Regions from separate parts of the Mus musculus genome. Here region 1 is linked to region 2. The links are chromatin contacts, called in public HiCAR-type maps. All regions are on one chromosome and are shown on one strand. Each heading gives the region's core, a stretch centred on a gene start, on an enhancer-like site or on the middle of the called end of the contact. The rest is flanking DNA. Distances are from core to core; before and after follow the strand shown. Region 1 holds the start of AY702103 (cDNA sequence AY702103). Region 2 overlaps Rftn1 (raftlin lipid raft linker 1).

What was found. HiCAR-type assays count read pairs that join an accessible place to other places.
Region 1: a HiCAR-type map of Th17 cells shows a contact between it and region 2, with 7 times the contacts expected there. The contact joins the promoter of AY702103 here to the enhancer-like site in region 2. A contact is called at or near these places in 13 of 39 promoter capture datasets (3T3-L1-derived adipocytes, the C10 cell line, the HPC-7 cell line and 10 more), 1 of 15 datasets of contacts at CTCF or cohesin (embryonic stem cells), 4 of 484 Hi-C or Micro-C datasets (bone marrow-derived macrophages, embryonic fibroblasts, embryonic stem cells and 1 more) and 5 of 115 datasets of contacts at active chromatin or transcription factors (Th17 cells, embryonic basal ganglia, embryonic stem cells and 1 more).

What each region holds. Positions count from the first base shown.
Region 1 is chr17:50,237,106-50,240,778 of GRCm38.p6, forward strand. It overlaps AY702103 (cDNA sequence AY702103), which reads left to right and starts at 2,103. Exons shown (of 2, transcript NR_131975.1): 1 at 2,103-3,673.
Region 2 is chr17:49,993,103-49,996,934 of GRCm38.p6, forward strand. It overlaps Rftn1 (raftlin lipid raft linker 1), which reads right to left. Exons shown (of 10, transcript NM_181397.2): 10 at 205-1,379. The coding sequence ends at 1,053. Among named protein-coding and RNA genes, the nearest start is that of Gm52302, 39 kb to the right of the region's middle. Within about 2 kb of position 2,354, at least 37 of the 459 cell types and tissues checked have an H3K27ac peak or open chromatin away from gene starts, as enhancers often do. A contact at or near this core is called in Th17 cells, where this site is marked.

The sequences.
Region 1 (3,673 bases), core at 853-3,352, 240 kb after region 2:
GGGCTTTGGGTAGAGCAGGGGCTGGGGGTGCCTGTTTAATTCCTCCTTGGATAGAGCAGCTGATTGGTGCCTGCCTGGCTTCTGGAGCAAATGAAGCATCGCGTCATTATTATTGCTTGCTTACTTAATTGAAAATTGACCAGATGTCAATTGTGATGAACAAACACTTTTTCTTCCGAGGCGAGGGATTAAGACACATTTCCTTTTCCACCTGGCACCAAACCCACGCTGTATTTCACACTGAAAGACCCTTTCTGATAAAGAAGAAAGAAGCAAAGAAAGGCGAGGGAACCATTTTGACTAAAAAGCCTGTAATAATGGAAGAAAACCGATTTTCAGAGGCATTGTCCTGGACATCTTTGTTGGCTTGAGCTGGGCAGCTTTGTTGGCTTACGGCGCCACCTAACGGGGATGAGGTAGATTACACAGCGTTGTTGCATCCTCCCGGGCTGCCTCCTGCGGGATGAGTGAGATACCAGCCTCAAGTTGTAGGATGCTAACCTGGTGCTGAAGGGTCACCCACTCTCAAAGGCAGACTCCTCCGCTAAATGGAATTTCTAATGCTTTACTTTTAAACATCCGCTGTGTGTGTGTGTGTGTGTGTGTGTGTGTGTGTGTGTAGGACAACTCGTGGATGTTAGAAGACGCCTTGTTAGAGTTGGTTCTCCCCTTCCCCCACTTGGGTCCCAGAGATCAGGTCACTTGACTTGAGGCAAGCATGGTCACCCTGTGAACCATCGTGACTGTCATGTATTTTTTTATTTGATTTTTTTTTAAAGGTAGGATCTTAGTAACCCAGGCTGACTTTGAAATCCTTGTATAGCTGAAACTGACCTTGAACTTCTGACCCTTCTGCCTCCAGGACTGGGACCACATAGGTGTGCTCCACCACACTCTTCTGTACAAGGTGCTGGGGTGGAACCCAGAGCTTCCGGTGTGTATTGTGCAAGCAGCCTGCCAGCTGAGACACACGCCTTCCTTGTGTGTTGCTGAGAGGGAGGAGGAAGAGAGAATCTGAAAGGGGGTTGGGTGTCAAGAATTACTGATGTAGCAGTAAGAAGCGCTAAAATGCTTCCTCTACTTTATCCCACCATTTGGGACACTCCTGGGCCGGCAAGCGTGCTTCTGGATGCTTTGGAAAGCCACAGCAGGGAAGGTGGGGTCTCCTTAAAGCTGGAGAGATGATGTGGAACTGTGGGGACCGTGGTGGAACAGACAACACATCTTCTTTCAGGGTGTCGTCCTTCAGCTGCCAATTGCCAGCAAATGTGGTCTCATCGTCCTGTTTGCCAAAGCCAAGGGTGTGTATAAGACCCAGGAGCGAGAGGGTGTGGCCTTTGGAGATCTCTGCCGTGGGCTGTCAGTTTGGGAGAGCAGCATGGTATCCCAGTCACCAAGTAGTAGAGGTACTGGGGACTGGAGGAAGCAAAGCAGCAGGAGCCCTGTGACTGGGCACTCAACATGGAAGCCAGGGAGATGGCAAGCTCTCAAATTAGCAAGGGACATCTGAGAGATTTAGACTTCCTGCAAAGGGTAGTCCAATTCTAGAACGATTCTCCAGGATCTAGAAGATGTAGGTCTGTGCACAGCTCACTGTGACTCAGCTACCAATGTCAGTGGTAGGACTGTACCACTAGTGTGTTTGTTCAAGACGGTGCCTCCAAGGTCCTGCTGGCTGCAGATATCCCTGCCTCCAGGTCCTCAGAATCTAGCTTCAAGACTGTGTCCTCTACCAGCAAATCATCTTTCCAGGACAGGTGTTCTTTCTTGTCAAGAGAAGGGAATGTTGTCAAGATTACCCAGAGCTCTGAGAGCAGCTGGAACAACACTTTAAAAAGGGGTTCATGACAACACCTGGGTTAGATATGCAGGCCACTCAAGTGCCAGGAATGGCTTTCCTGCCCTGGACTCCCTTTGCAAACTCTATATATTTTGTAAACTCTGTACACTTTATAAAGTTTGTAAACCTCAACTCAGAAAATGGTCCTGGCTGAGACTGAGGCTCTCCAGCAGCCAGGCCCCTCCCCCAGAACCCCACTAACTGTCATAACTGTCAGAAGGGTCATCTCCAGCATGTCAACAGGCCCCACCCACGTTATGCTAATTCTAGGTGAAAAGCCTGAATAAAAGCCACCAATTCCTGAATAGGAAAATCCACCAAACCCTGAACTTCCCACAGAAACTCACCTATCCCTGGACATCAAAACCCACCAATCCCTGAACAGGTAAACTCACCAATCCCTGAGCTCCCTCAGGCTCAGAAATTGAGATGCCAGCCATCCTCACTCTGGAAATCTTACTCTAGAAAGGTCCATGCCCTAAGAACACCTATACAAGCACTGGACTTTGTCCAATTAGCAAGTGCTCTCTGCACTCTCCTGAAACCATAGGCACTAATATTCCAGGATGCATTCTTCCATACTGTGGACACACCAATGAATGCCTTTCATGAGCTCTGCTGTCATGTTCTTCTCTCATTGGAAGAAGACAAGAAGCAATGAAGACAAGAAAGGAAGAGAAGGAGTAGGCTTGAGGCTCCTGAGCTCAGCTGGGGACATCCTTCCCTGGAGCTGGGAAGCCTCCAATGAGGAAGGAGACTTCCTCTCAAAGATGTGTGGTTCCTGGGCCCCCGTGTCTCCAGAAACCCTTCCCTTGGGACACTGTCACACCTCAGAGCTGGATGGTTCCTGAGTTCCAAGGCCCTGAACACCTTCTCATCCAAGCACAAAGGCCAACAACCAGGGCCACTGGCCCTACAAGATCCAGATATCATCTGGTAAAGTCTGAGAACCAACTCCCAGAGATGGGTCATGCAGAAGTTAATCCTGAAGCTCCATCTTCCTCAACACTGGCAGATAAAAGCCACCCAGGAGCCTCCACAGGAGCGCCTGTCTCATCAATGGGTCCAGCCATATTCCAGATTTGGAAGGACCTTTGCAAGGATCTGACAAACATTGCAGGAAGATCTCTGAGAGATCTGTACAGGATCCCAGAGGGTTCCCTGGGCAAAGATCTAGAGGCTGTCTCCGAGACACGGGTGGACAGTTGCTATGTCAGACAGCCAAGAAGTGACTCACCAAGTCCCCAGCTAGTCTCCCCAGGAAAACAGCAGCTAGAGGGTATACTGAAAACCACTCAAGCAGCAAGTGGAGCCATTACAATGCCATTAAGGTGCCTGTGGGCACTTGTCAAGGAATTGCTGTGGACCACACAGTGGTCCTGCCTGAAAACTCAGAGACAAGTTCTGAAAACCCAGAGACAAATATGGAAGCTCAGAAGCAGTGATCCTTGAATGATGGGGCCACCTGCAAGAATATTTCCCAATGGGCCTTCATTCCTACAAGAAGATGCCTTTTGGGTGAGGCAAAAAGATGGAGCTTGCTTCTCAGAGACCTCAAAATCCTACATCTTTCCAACACAAACAGGTCTGTAGCTTTGCCATTTCCCACAGCCTCTGACTCCCTCTCCGACCTGCTGGGATTCTAGAGATGATTTCCTGGGAGAGCTTTTTCAGAAAAGTTCAGAAGAGGAAGTGAGGACAAAAATGGCTTCTAGTATATGCAGACTGCTCCCTCTACCCGCCAGCTCAAATTCCTGAGAGGGAGTCCATCTAATGACAACAATTGGCCATCTGAGGCACCCAAAGTGTTTAGAAGGACAATGTGACTTCCCT
Region 2 (3,832 bases), core at 1,104-3,603:
CAAAGCTTGAAACCCTGGTATGTTTAGGTAGCTCTGCTGTTTGTCATGGTCTACCACACTGGCAGGAGGTAAAAATGTAATCGTCACCAGGAGGTGAAGGGTTGACACCATGCTGGGGCCTCTGCCAGGTCATGGTAAATACTTCTCACCACACACTCAACTCAGGTCATTTATTGCTTTAAATAAACAAGAAAGAGACAGGGCTGTTTCCATCGAGACAACTGGTGTTCTCGCTCCATGGTTTGCCAGATGCTTCTACTTAAAGCCTTAACAACACGTTATGGACAGTATGAACATGTGACAGGCACAGCATACAACTCAATGACACATCAACAAAAACAGCACACAAGGGCACCCAGTTACCAACTGCTCAAAATGACAACATATTCATACATGTGTTGAAGACAAAATTTAAAAACAGTATTTTTTTGGCATTAATATTAACACAGGATACTTTCTTGAACATTCTGTAAGAGCCGGGGCTTAGGGAATTACCTGTTTGTTTCCAGATCACCAGTATCTATAGAACTACCTTAAGACAGGCAGGAGGCTTGGGTACCTCCTATTCTCCAACATCCTTGCCTTCCACAACAGCAGGGTCTCCAGAGCTCAGGTGGGGAAGGCCAGCCGGCAGGCTGCAGGGTTAATGTCACTATGTTCTTGCCCAGAGCAGCAGCATGTAGGAGTGAGCAGAAAAACCTTGGTTTGTAGCAAAGGATGTCCCAGAAGTTGACCCAGATGTGCCCTGGAGTCCTGTGGGGCAGTACAGGCACTATGGTCCATGCCCTTCCTTGTGGAAGAGGCGGACCAGAGTCGGGCCTCCAGCCCTGAGGTCTGGGAGGAACAGGCCAACTTTGCACTCTAAAAGAAGTGGATCATTAAGACAGCTTTCCAGTGGATGTGCAGAAAACAACACCATCAGAGACCCGCGCTCACGGGGCCAATGAGCTAACAATGGGAGGTCAAGCCAAAGGGTAACACAGAACAAACCAGCTGCTAGCAAGCTTCCCAAGGTTTGCAATCACAATGCAGGCCTAGCATAAACCACGGACTCAATTTGCTTCTGTTGGAGTGGGGCCTGCAGCAAGCTCAGCCTCAGCTCTGGGATTCGAGTGCCTAAGGGCCACCGAGTCCCTGTTGTGGCCAGCGGGACCATTCTGCACAGCTGCTGAGCCCTGCCTTTGCTCCCTGACCTCAGAGGCTCTGCCCCACTGCGGTGCCCCCAGCACACAGTTTCCCACATCTCCAGCCTTGGAGAACTGGTCTTCCAGATTCTTCTCATTCTCTTCTGCTTGCTGCTTGTTGCTGGCACTGAGTTTCCCTTTGGATTTCCTTGTCTGCCTGCCGTGGATCTCGTTCCGGGAGAATCGCCACTGGAACTAGAAGGCACAGAGAGTGGAGATGGGTAAACCCTTAGGAGCTCAATCTCCTGCTTCACTTTACCAAACCCCAGATTCCCGGGACACCATCAAGCTAAATCTAATCCAACCCATCTCCCCCACCCTTGCTGCCTGCTAACACCTTCCATGTGTGTTCTAGATTTGGGGAGCTGTGGAAGGAGAAGGGTGGCATGGGCCCAAGGGCAAAGGAGGTGAGGGCACATGGCGCAGGTATTTTGCTGCAGAGCCCAGACCCTCCTAAAGGACTTGTGAGAGTGATGCCTGCCACCAGTCCTCTTGGACAAGCTGACGAAGGTCCCCAGGCAACTTGCAAATCTACAACTGGTGTGGCTTGTTCATAATAAACCACTTTTTTTTTTAAACAACTGTTAGAAGCTAGCCCAGCTCAGTCACCTTATAACCACAGCACTTCAGCCAGGCTGTCTATAAGACACCATAAGGCCCAACAAACACCCAGAGGACCGTTCCGACCCCAGCTGGCTGCTGTAGCATTGCTTATCTACTCCATGGAGTCTGGACACCATGTTTCCCTGGTTTGGTCCCCACACGGATGGAAGTTCCCAAACAGAACCTTCTGACCTTTTCTGTGGATTTGTGAGAAGTTGGTTAAGTTAGCTTGTATTTTATCCTTGGAGTAGTCAGCTGTAGAGGGAAGTCAGAAGAAACTGTACTTTTGCCAAGAGAATGGCAAGATTGTCTCGGGTGAGAGACTTGACTGCAACTATACCAAAGCACCTTGAGGCTGCTGAGCCCATGTCCTGGCTCTGAGACACGATGGCTGTCCCCAAGCAAACTCTTATCTATGTGAAGTCCCTCTCCTCTCATGGGTGTCCCCTGCCCCATACACTGTATAGCCAGTGTTGAGTAATGTCTCCTGTGGATACATGGTGTCCTAACAAGGATAGTTCTGCCAGCCTGGAGATGAGTCACTTTCTACTACGAGCTTAGTATCTGCCCTTGCTCACTATACCAGGAAATGTCCACGGTCTCTGGGAAAGCCTGGCCACAAAGTGTCCTCTAGAAGGCCACCTTTTGTTGACCTGGAAAAGCTAAGAGTGCTAAGGGTATGAGGCAAGGACAGAAGCTGCTCTCTCCAGCACCTTCTCCAGTAGAGTTTGGCTTGTCACTGTGAGCTAGGAAAGACCCACTTCAATCACACTCCACTATCTGGGTCATCGCAGAGGGACCTGCCCAGGCAAACACGGGCCTTAAGGACTATACTATTTCCTGTGGATATATGGATTTGGGGTGACCTCAGGACTTCTGCTGCTGCTGCCTGGACCTCTCAGCAATCACAGAGCCAGATCCCCAGGGAGATGTGGCTCAGCCTCCCCACTCTTTCTTTGGCAGGGGGAAGTAGTCTGGAACTGAGGGTAGAATAGTGGTCCACTTTGAGCACTTCAATAGCACATTGCCTAAGAATAGGCAGCCATTCTTGATAGGAGCGCACACCCCCCTTAGCTCCCCAGGTAGGTCTCCCATAAGCATTACTAGTGCAGTTTTACACACGATTCAAAGAAGTTCAGAGATGTTGGCTAACTTGTCCCAAAGGACACAGCTAGGAAACCCCAGGGCTGACGTTTAACCTGATTTCTCCAGACCCACCTTCCCAATCTTCCCTTCTGGGCAAAGACAAATAAACAAAACAAATAAACAATCTTTTTCTAGGAGGTAAGAGCACCTTTGGAACGGCTCAGCTCTGCGCATAAACACTTTGGCCTTCCGCATTCAGAGGTCAGAATGAATCAGTCAGGTCACCTGGGCCCTTACACCCAGTCACCAACCAATGAAGTCCAGACTTAGTGCTGTGGTTTGGATAATTAACAACAAAGAGCTTCCTGTTTACAGGCTCCCTGACATAAATCAGGGCGCAACATTAATTATGAGAACTCGTGAGTAGAGATTCACAGGTGAGTGCCCAGAAAGAGGCCAGACTACTCAGTTGATACCCAGGGCCTTGGCCCTGAGCGAGCAACCTCCTTGATGAGGTCCCTGTAAGATACAGCTACAGGCCCTGGTTCCCGAGGGCCCAGCTCAGTGGGCTGGCAGGATGGGGGCTGACTTGACTCTCAAGTTCTACTGTGGCTGCTGGTGGTTCTCAGACCACAATCCAGAATCGCCTTGCCCAGAAAAGCTTCTGGAAGGACTACAATATCAAAGAAATGTCTAAGAAGAAAGATCACCTCCTCAGGCCACCCACAGGAAAGGGCTTCCTCGGCCTCTCCCACTCTGCCCTTGTTGCTGGCGGGCCTCCCTGTAGGAACGGGGCAGTTGCCACAAGTAATAAACAACACTAGCTTCAGATCCTGAGACTCCAAAGGAAGCCACAACCTGGGGAGAGGCCAGGAGCACAGTTTGCCTCGGGTTGTGCCTCTGAGGCAGGATATGGAACACACCTCAGAGCTCCCCCAACTGAAGAGTTTCTGCAGCTG